Regions from separate parts of the Mus musculus genome. Here region 1 is linked to region 2. A link is a contact called in public HiChIP or PLAC-seq data. All regions are on one chromosome and are shown on one strand. Each heading gives the region's core, a stretch centred on a gene start, on an enhancer-like site or on the middle of the called end of the contact. The rest is flanking DNA. Distances are from core to core; before and after follow the strand shown.

Region 1 (3,853 bases), core at 1,133-3,632, 130 kb after region 2:
CCAACTCTGCTCTGTCTGGGGATTCACTTCCATCTCACTGACTAGAAAAGACTAAAGAATTCATGAAAGGCAAAGCAGAGCCTATCAGAAGCAGTCAAGGTAGTAGGACAGTGGGAAAGCAAGAATGCAGAGTAGACAAGGTGCAAAAGCAAAGGAGAGGGCCTCATGTGTCTCCTGTGTGGGCTGCTGCCAGGGTAATAGCCCAGAAAAAACACACCACTGGGTAAAGCAGGGGACAGAAATTTCATCCGGAAAGAACAGGCCAAGGTGACCTCAGAGGTCCTCCAAACAGACTTGATTGTCCTTAATTTCTCTCTAGGTCCATGAGGCTGACTCAAGGAAACTCAGTTCGGTCACCCCAATTTCTACATGGGTGCGTGCACACACACACACACACACACACACACACACACACACACACACGCCAGTTCCCAACTAGATTGCATGCAGATTGCAAATTCTCTGAAACTGTCACGGGAATGTCTCAAACCCAGCCAAGAAAGAGTCTGGGGCAAGCATGTACTCACTAATTGCTGGCCTCGGTACAGAAGTTCAGAGTTTGATGTAGGCAACAGCTCTCCCCGGGGTTTGCCTCTGGCCAGCTGAGACTCATGAAAGTATGCTCCTGAGTTATCAAAATATGTATACCTTTTCTGACGCTCACTGTAGTCACCCAGGAGTGTGGAAAGAAAGAGGAGCATGGTTTCAAAGAAGCCACTAACCTTCCCCAAAGTATCAAAAAAAAAAAAAAATCCCCTGGTACAGTCACCTCTGAAAGTGTACAAAGGCCCTGTGTGTGACTAAAAATCCACTCGCACGACCCGCAGACCCCCCGGACTCACACTGCCGTGGTATCCTTAGGTGCCGGAATTTCACACCGACCACATTTGGCAGGAAAAGAGAAAATGTATCACACACGCTCCACCGTGCTCATGAGGCAGGTCTGGAAAGGGTGGAGTTACCTCAAAATCCAGAAGTACAAGAGAACAAGAGGGAAGGAAGGGTGGTTTTTATGACTTGTCACTGTCAATGTCTCCAACCTTATGTCCCAGTCCGAGCTCCTGGCCTCTAGTATCATCCCTGAGCTCGCAGTCCAGGACTCCTCTCACCCTGTAAGGGTTCCGATGTCATATTCCCCAAAACCCAAACCAAAGGCCCTCGGGTCCCATTGTCTGTCTGCCTGGGCTCAGGATGAAGACTGAAGGAGAGGGTAGGTTGCTTACACCTTCAAGGGAAGACTTATCCAGGCTCTGGGACCAAACAATGGGTAGAATAGGTGCTCAGAAACTTCTGGTCCGTGGCAGCGAGCCCTCAGAGCCCAAATCCACCTGCCCACTCAGAACCCAGCAAACCCCATGTGTCCAAAAGGAGACACCGTGCCTGGAGTCTGTGGGAAGCTGTTCTCCTAGGTGCCAGGAAGGCTCCAGGTACCCTAGAGGAATAAAGTGCTGTACAGTGGGAAGGACCTGTCACAGCGGAGAGCAGAGATCGCAAGGGGCAGGTGTGAGGAAGGGCTGAGGATGCTTCCAGGGCCCTTTGAATCTGGCACCTGCAAATGCGCTCCTGGTTTCTGGTTTCCTAAAAACCTACCAAGGCACTGACTCCTCTACTGGCGACGGAGCCCAACGGTCTAGCGCCCCCCACCCGATTCCGGTCCCTCTGATCCGTCAGGGTGGGAGAGCAACCAGGGGTCGAGGGGGTGGAGGGACTCCCAGTGGACGGGCGGATCCGTACTCACAGGCGCTCGGTGTTCCGTGGGATGTTCTTGGGGATGGCCTGCAAACCCGTGCCGTGGCAGTCCACCGTAGTGCCGGTGCAGGTGCAGAGGGCGGGGCACGCCGTGGCCCCCAGGCGCCACGCGGCTGCCCACAGCAGCAGCCACAGCTCCGGTCGGCTCAACCCCGAAGAGGACCCGCGCTGGGGCGTTAGCGCCATGGTGCCTTCGCCGTGTCCCGTTCGCGTGCCAGACGGCCGCAGCCGCTGACCATCCCCGTCCGGGGCTAGCTCCAGGTGCTATCCCCACCGAAGGACCGAAGAGCCGGTGGAATCGTGCGATGCGCCCTTGCGGATCGAGTGGTACCTAGATGCTCCCAGCGACAGCGTCTGTGCGTAGACCCAGGAAAGGCGTCTTAAGCGGAGGGCGCTCAGCTCCTCTCCCAGTGCTCGCTGCCGGCGTCTCCCTCTCCCTCCAGCTCCCAACTGACTGCTGTGAGGAGGAAAATGGGCAGGCCCCGCGCGCGCGCACACACACACACCTCGCGCGCGCGCGCACACACACACACACACATACACACTCACACCCGCACGCTCGCTCACACCCGGCAGTCATCCATCAATCGAAAAGCACACTTCCAGGGCCAGACTCCTTCCCGCCCTCCCCCCCAAGCACGGACCACCGCCCGCCTCCTCCCCACCACTTCTCTGCTGCTACAGAGGTCCAGCCGCTGGCATACAGTTTCAAAGGTGCAACCTCCCAGGCGCCAAGGGCTGCGGGGGCCCGGGGAAGGGGGCTTACAGACTGGACCTGCTCTGTAAGCTACACACACACACACACACACACACACACACACTGCAATGATGTGTACATTTAGACCAGTCACTTCAGTACCCTCAGCTACTAGGGCAGAGGAGCAAAAAGATTTTTTTTCCCTACACCTTCCCTTCCCTGGGACCACAGACTTCCCCAATGGCTGAAGAGGTCACCGGGCCCCACCAACTTCCTTTGTCAACTGTTGGTGAGGCTTCTTGTACCAGATGGCCTCTCCAAGCTGTCTTTCCTTGCCCAGCCTGGGACCTTGAGGGAAGAGACTTGAGAGAATATAAAAGCCTCAGGCCAGGTTAGTCTTCTCCCTCAACACATACTCTCCCTAAAGGCAGAACCCAACCTCTTCCGGGAACAGAAGCCAGCCAGCTGGGATGACAGGAGTCCTGACAGGACTTTGTAAGTCCGGAGGGGAGGTGTTTTCTACACAAGCCTCTCTACTGGTATACCAATAGGAAGCCACCTTGGAAATCCAGCAACTAGCCTCTCCACATCTGGCAGGTGGAAACAGAAGAAAAGGAATATTTGGTCCTCTCAAAAGGCCAGAGTGGAGAGAACACAGAACCTGTTTAGAAGAAAAAAACACCACCCAGTCAACTGGTACCTGAATAGGACCTCGGGCCTCACAGCCCCATGGGCAAGGAATTTTCTTATTCTGACAGAGTTGGGGATGTGGGTGTGAATAGGAAATCCAGTGAGGGACAGAATTCCCTCCAACCCCAGAAAAGAAAGCACCTCCCCCAAAACGGACAGCTGTGGCTCTCTGGGTCTCTAAAGAGCTGAGCTCCGGATGTGAGGGAGATCTGGCTGAGACATCTGTCATCCCATTGATCAACAGGGTTGATCTGGTGATCTGAGTGTCACTGTGGGTGTCCCCTTCCTCCTATTCCACACCATGTGCATCCCTTCCAAAGCTTTGCACTCAAAGAGAAGGACTTCCCCCCCCCCCCCCCCCCCCCCGATAAAGATGGCTCTGTCGAGCATTCCTCTGTTGGAAACTCCACGCAAGCTTTGGAGTTCGTGTTGAGCTGAGCTCCGGGAGTCAGGGCCCTATGTGCAGATAACAACTGGGCATCAGAAGTAGCTCAGATGGTCAAGAGTCAAAAGCCCCCCTAGTGGAGCTACTGCAGGGTCCCCCTTCTTGGGGGGAGGGGGGAGCAGAACCTAAGCCCAGCAATGACGGCAGTTTGTCACAGTGGTGAGATACTGAAGTCACCACACGATTAGAGGCGTGGGACTCACCTGGAACCATTGGATGCTTGGTTGTTTTCCCTCTGGATCAGACTCTTCCAGTTACTTTACCATATACTG
Region 2 (3,800 bases), core at 101-2,600:
CCTCTCCTGTCGTGCTCAGACCATCTGGGGACACATGGGCCCACTGGCAAAGAATACAGACACACCCCCACAAAGGAGTCCAGTATCAGCACACATTACCTTACAGGTAATAACTGTGAAATGTATAGCAGTTACATTGTTTTGTGTGTTATCAGTCATCTTACTGATAAGTGAGACACAAGAAACTATTTCTTTGTAATTGTATTTATTTGTTTGGTTTTGTGTGCATGTCTGTATATGGACCGGATACATGCCTGGTTCCCTTGGAGGCAAGGAAAGAGCATCCGGTTCCCTGAGACTGGAGTTATAGATGGTTGGGAGTCACCATGTGGGTGGTGGGACTCAAACCCAGGTCCTCTGAAGAGCAGCCAGTGCTCTTACCCACCGAGCCATCTCTCCATGCTCCAAAGTAATTTTTTTCCAAAGTAATTTTAATAAAATAAAATTTGTGAGATCGGATCTCCCTATGTAGCTAGCTTAAGCAGGCTTCAAATTCACAATCCTTCTGCCTCAGACTCCTGCATCCTAGGATTACCTATGTGTACCACCAAACCCAGCCAAAAGAAACTTCTAATTAGGAGCTTAGGGTGACAAGAAATGAGGAGGGACATTAAACTTGAGCCCTTAAACTCTCGCTGGTGACAGAGGCTCCTGGTGTACAGTCACTTCATTGCTACGGAGGGGGTTGCAGGTGACATTTTGAAAAGGCAGGCAAAGTGCGGTATCAGAAGCTGTGATCTAAGCACTGGGATGCCAAAGGGAGGCAGAATTGAGAACTCCAGGGCAGCCTCGGCTACACAATAAACCCTGTCTCAAAAAAAAAAAAAAAAATGAATAAATAACAAAGTGGCACCCCCATGGCTATCCTCACAGTTTCCACAGGAGGGTGGGGATCGTGTGCTTAATCTCGTTGTTTTACTTTAAAATGGCAATAATATTTATCATATCTATGAGACTGTCTCTTTTGCATGAAAAAATAAACTTACAGTAAAAAAAATGTAGCTGTTGGTCTAAGAAAATTTGTGCAGATGGCATTTACATCTTTTCTGGAGGGCAATGCAAGTAAAAAGGTCTGAAGGTTATGCCACAGCCGCCTTTTGCAGTTTGATTTTAAGCTAGGGTGACAGGATATTTATACAGAAAGTCCCTACTGGCAAAATCTAAACGCATTAGGGAGGTGGAAAGGAGGTCTCCCCTCCTACCTGGTGCTATAGGCTGCCCGGTTGCTGGATATGTAGGGCCACCCCACCTGTCCCCTCTGCCCTGAAGGGGCATCCCAGCCCTGAGTAGGAGCTGAGGAATGGACCAGGCGGGAAGCTTAGCCTGAGCTGCTGCCTGCCCCTGAGGAGGGCCTGCCTATTGTAAGGATGCGTTTCCAAGGCAACTCGGGAGGAGAGGCACTTAGCGCGCTTTATTTTTTACATCTGGTAATTTGGGTCTGCAGAGGTAGGTTTGGCCATTTCCGCTCGTAGATTCAACATCATTTTCTGAAGAGCCAATTTGTTCAGTAGGCAATTTATCTCCAGCAACTAAGTACTGTGTTCCTCAGAAAAGCTCTGGGAGGCCAGGGCTGGGGGCTGGGGCTTCCTGGGGAAAGCAGACGCGCGCGCGTGTGTGTGTGTGTGTGTGTGTGTGTGTGTGTGTGTGTGTGTGTGTGTGTGTGTGTGGTGTGTGTGTGTGTGTGTGTGTGTGTGTGTGTGTGTAAAACATCTGCTCTGGAGGGGTTCAGATACACTATGTGGGGAGCACAGCTGTGCTCAGAGCATGGGAAAATACGGTGGGATTCCTCCCTACAGTGGCCAGTCAGTGAGAGTTGTGTGAAGGTAGAACCCCAGAAGGGGTGACCAGAATGTGGCTTCGCTTTTGGTCATCTCAGCTATAACACAGGGCTGGCTAAGGCCTGCTTGGGTCCTGGCATAACCTCTAGAGACTTGATCGGCTTAAAGTGGAGGCTCAGGAGGGTGTGTGGAAATTTAAAAGAGTCTTAGATGTCCCCAACCATTTCCTGCCACTACCATGGCGTATATTCTTGGCTATAGGTTGCCAGCATGCAGAGAGACACTCCTGGCACCTTCACCAGGAGGCAGCCCCACCCAAGCCCCAGCTCCCTGTCCTGTGAACCTGTACTGTCTGGTGCCTGCTGTCCTTCAGGGCTTCCAGGTGAGAGGAGCCTTAAAGAACCGCTGACGATAATTTGGAGCACAGGTCTGTTCCAGCCTCATCTCCAGCACGAGGAGACTTGGACGCTGGGCCCAGCAGCGGTCCCCAACCCCATCTCAGGCTCCAGGGAACTCACGTGAAGCCAGCATCCTCGCCCTCCTGGGCATGGCAGGTCCCCCCATTTCCACATGGGTTGCTGGAACAGCCGTCCAGAGACACCTCACAGTGTCGGCCCTGGAGGAAAAGTTAGCGGTGAGGACTCCAGGGAGAGCCTAGGGGGTTAGCATGATCTAAGACAGAGCCTTCAGCAGCTCTGCTTGTCTGCCACGGGGCTGCCTGCTCCCTCTTTCCTTCACCCATCCACCCAATCACCAATATGACCATCTGTCTACAGGTTGGTTCGCCGGTGATAGGTCCACTCACACATCTGTTCTGAGGCAGGGAGGAAAACAACAGACCCAGCCGTGCCAGGGATGCCTCGCAGCAGAGAGAACTCTGTCCCTCCAGCTGCAGCCTCCACTCACCTTGTAGCCACTGGGGCAGGTACACCTGTATACCTCAAGAGGGTCATTGTGGCAGGTGCCCTGGTTCTGGCATGGGCTGGACAAGCAGGGATCACACTTGGCCTGAACTGCCAGGCTGGGGGGACCTGTGGAAGCAGGGAGAACATTAGCAGAGGAAGGGCACGTGTGTAGGCATGAGGCACTACCCTGAGAGGTCCGGTCCTATGGAGGCATACCCTCCCAGGAGACATGCCTCACTGCCAGTCTGTGACGGTTGTGCTATATCTCCCAGCCCAGTCCAGCTTTCCAGCTGCAGAGCCCACTTTACTAAAGGGTCACTGGAAGCCCCTGACTCACATACAGCTGTGAGAACCGTATGAACAGGTAGGCAGGGCTCAGAAGGTGGAAACTGTACACAGTGGTAGGGTCACCCTAAGAGGCAGAGAGTAGCAAAACCATGACTGTTCACTGTCCCTGATTCTGCCTTTCACACCCTCAGAAGCAGACACTCCAGCCTGCAGCCTGCTCAGCAGAGAGGGCACTGTGAGCCCGGGCTTGGCTCTGCAGGGAGCCTATAGGGGGGTGGATCTACATGCCTTGAGGTTCTTTCTCTTGGAGTCTAAAGAGAAGAGAATCTTCTGTTACCTCTAAGCTACACAGGCTCTCCTCCAGACCTCAATCACTGGCGAGAATAGGGTAGCCTAGCAGCAATGGTACCTGGGTGCCAACCATGAGGGACACAAACGTTTTGTAAGAATGAATAGGAAAACCTGGCCACTCAACTCAGGCTCCCTGCTGAAGGCTCCTTCTAGAAGAGGTAACATATCAGTAACATATCAAGACATGCGCTTGAGTGGGAAAGCAAAAACAAAACCAAGACAAAACAAAAAAAAAATGTTTTCCACAGGACAGAGGCTGCTGGCGGGATTTCCAGGCACAGATGTGTCGTCGGTTTCTTAGCCCAGTACTGGTACGTGAGTGAACTCAGTGATCATGCATCGGCCCTTCCCTCATGTCTGTGTACCTTTCTGTTGTCATATTTCGGTTTAAAAGTACATAAAAAAAAATACAACTCAGCTCCACTCTGCCAACTAGCAAATGCCATGCACCTATTAGCATAGATCGGCTTGCTCCTAG

The links. HiChIP or PLAC-seq counts read pairs in DNA pulled down with a chosen protein or histone mark.
Region 1: an H3K4me3 HiChIP or PLAC-seq map of embryonic forebrain shows a contact between it and region 2, with 2.4 times the contacts expected there. The contact joins the promoter of Slit1 here to the enhancer-like site in region 2. A contact is called at or near these places in 10 of 39 promoter capture datasets (the 3T3-L1 cell line, the HPC-7 cell line, cranial neural crest and 5 more), 4 of 484 Hi-C or Micro-C datasets (Th1 cells, bone marrow-derived macrophages, embryonic fibroblasts and 1 more), 11 of 115 datasets of contacts at active chromatin or transcription factors (cardiomyocytes, embryonic basal ganglia, embryonic forebrain and 7 more) and 3 of 9 other capture datasets (adipose tissue, embryonic stem cells and liver).

What each region holds. Positions count from the first base shown.
Region 1 is chr19:41,741,474-41,745,326 of GRCm38.p6, forward strand. It overlaps Slit1 (slit guidance ligand 1), which reads right to left and starts at 2,383. Exons shown (of 37, transcript NM_015748.3): 1 at 1,739-2,383. The coding sequence starts at 1,935.
Region 2 is chr19:41,612,106-41,615,905 of GRCm38.p6, forward strand. Slit1 (slit guidance ligand 1) reads right to left here. Exons shown (of 37, transcript NM_015748.3): 27 at 2,685-2,809; 28 at 2,297-2,394. Gm52407 (a long non-coding RNA gene) reads left to right here. Exons shown (of 2, transcript XR_003952938.1): 2 at 1-977. Among named protein-coding and RNA genes, the nearest start is that of Gm52407, 10 kb to the left of the region's middle. Within about 2 kb of position 1,351, at least 33 of the 459 cell types and tissues checked have an H3K27ac peak or open chromatin away from gene starts, as enhancers often do. A contact at or near this core is called in embryonic basal ganglia and embryonic forebrain, where this site is marked.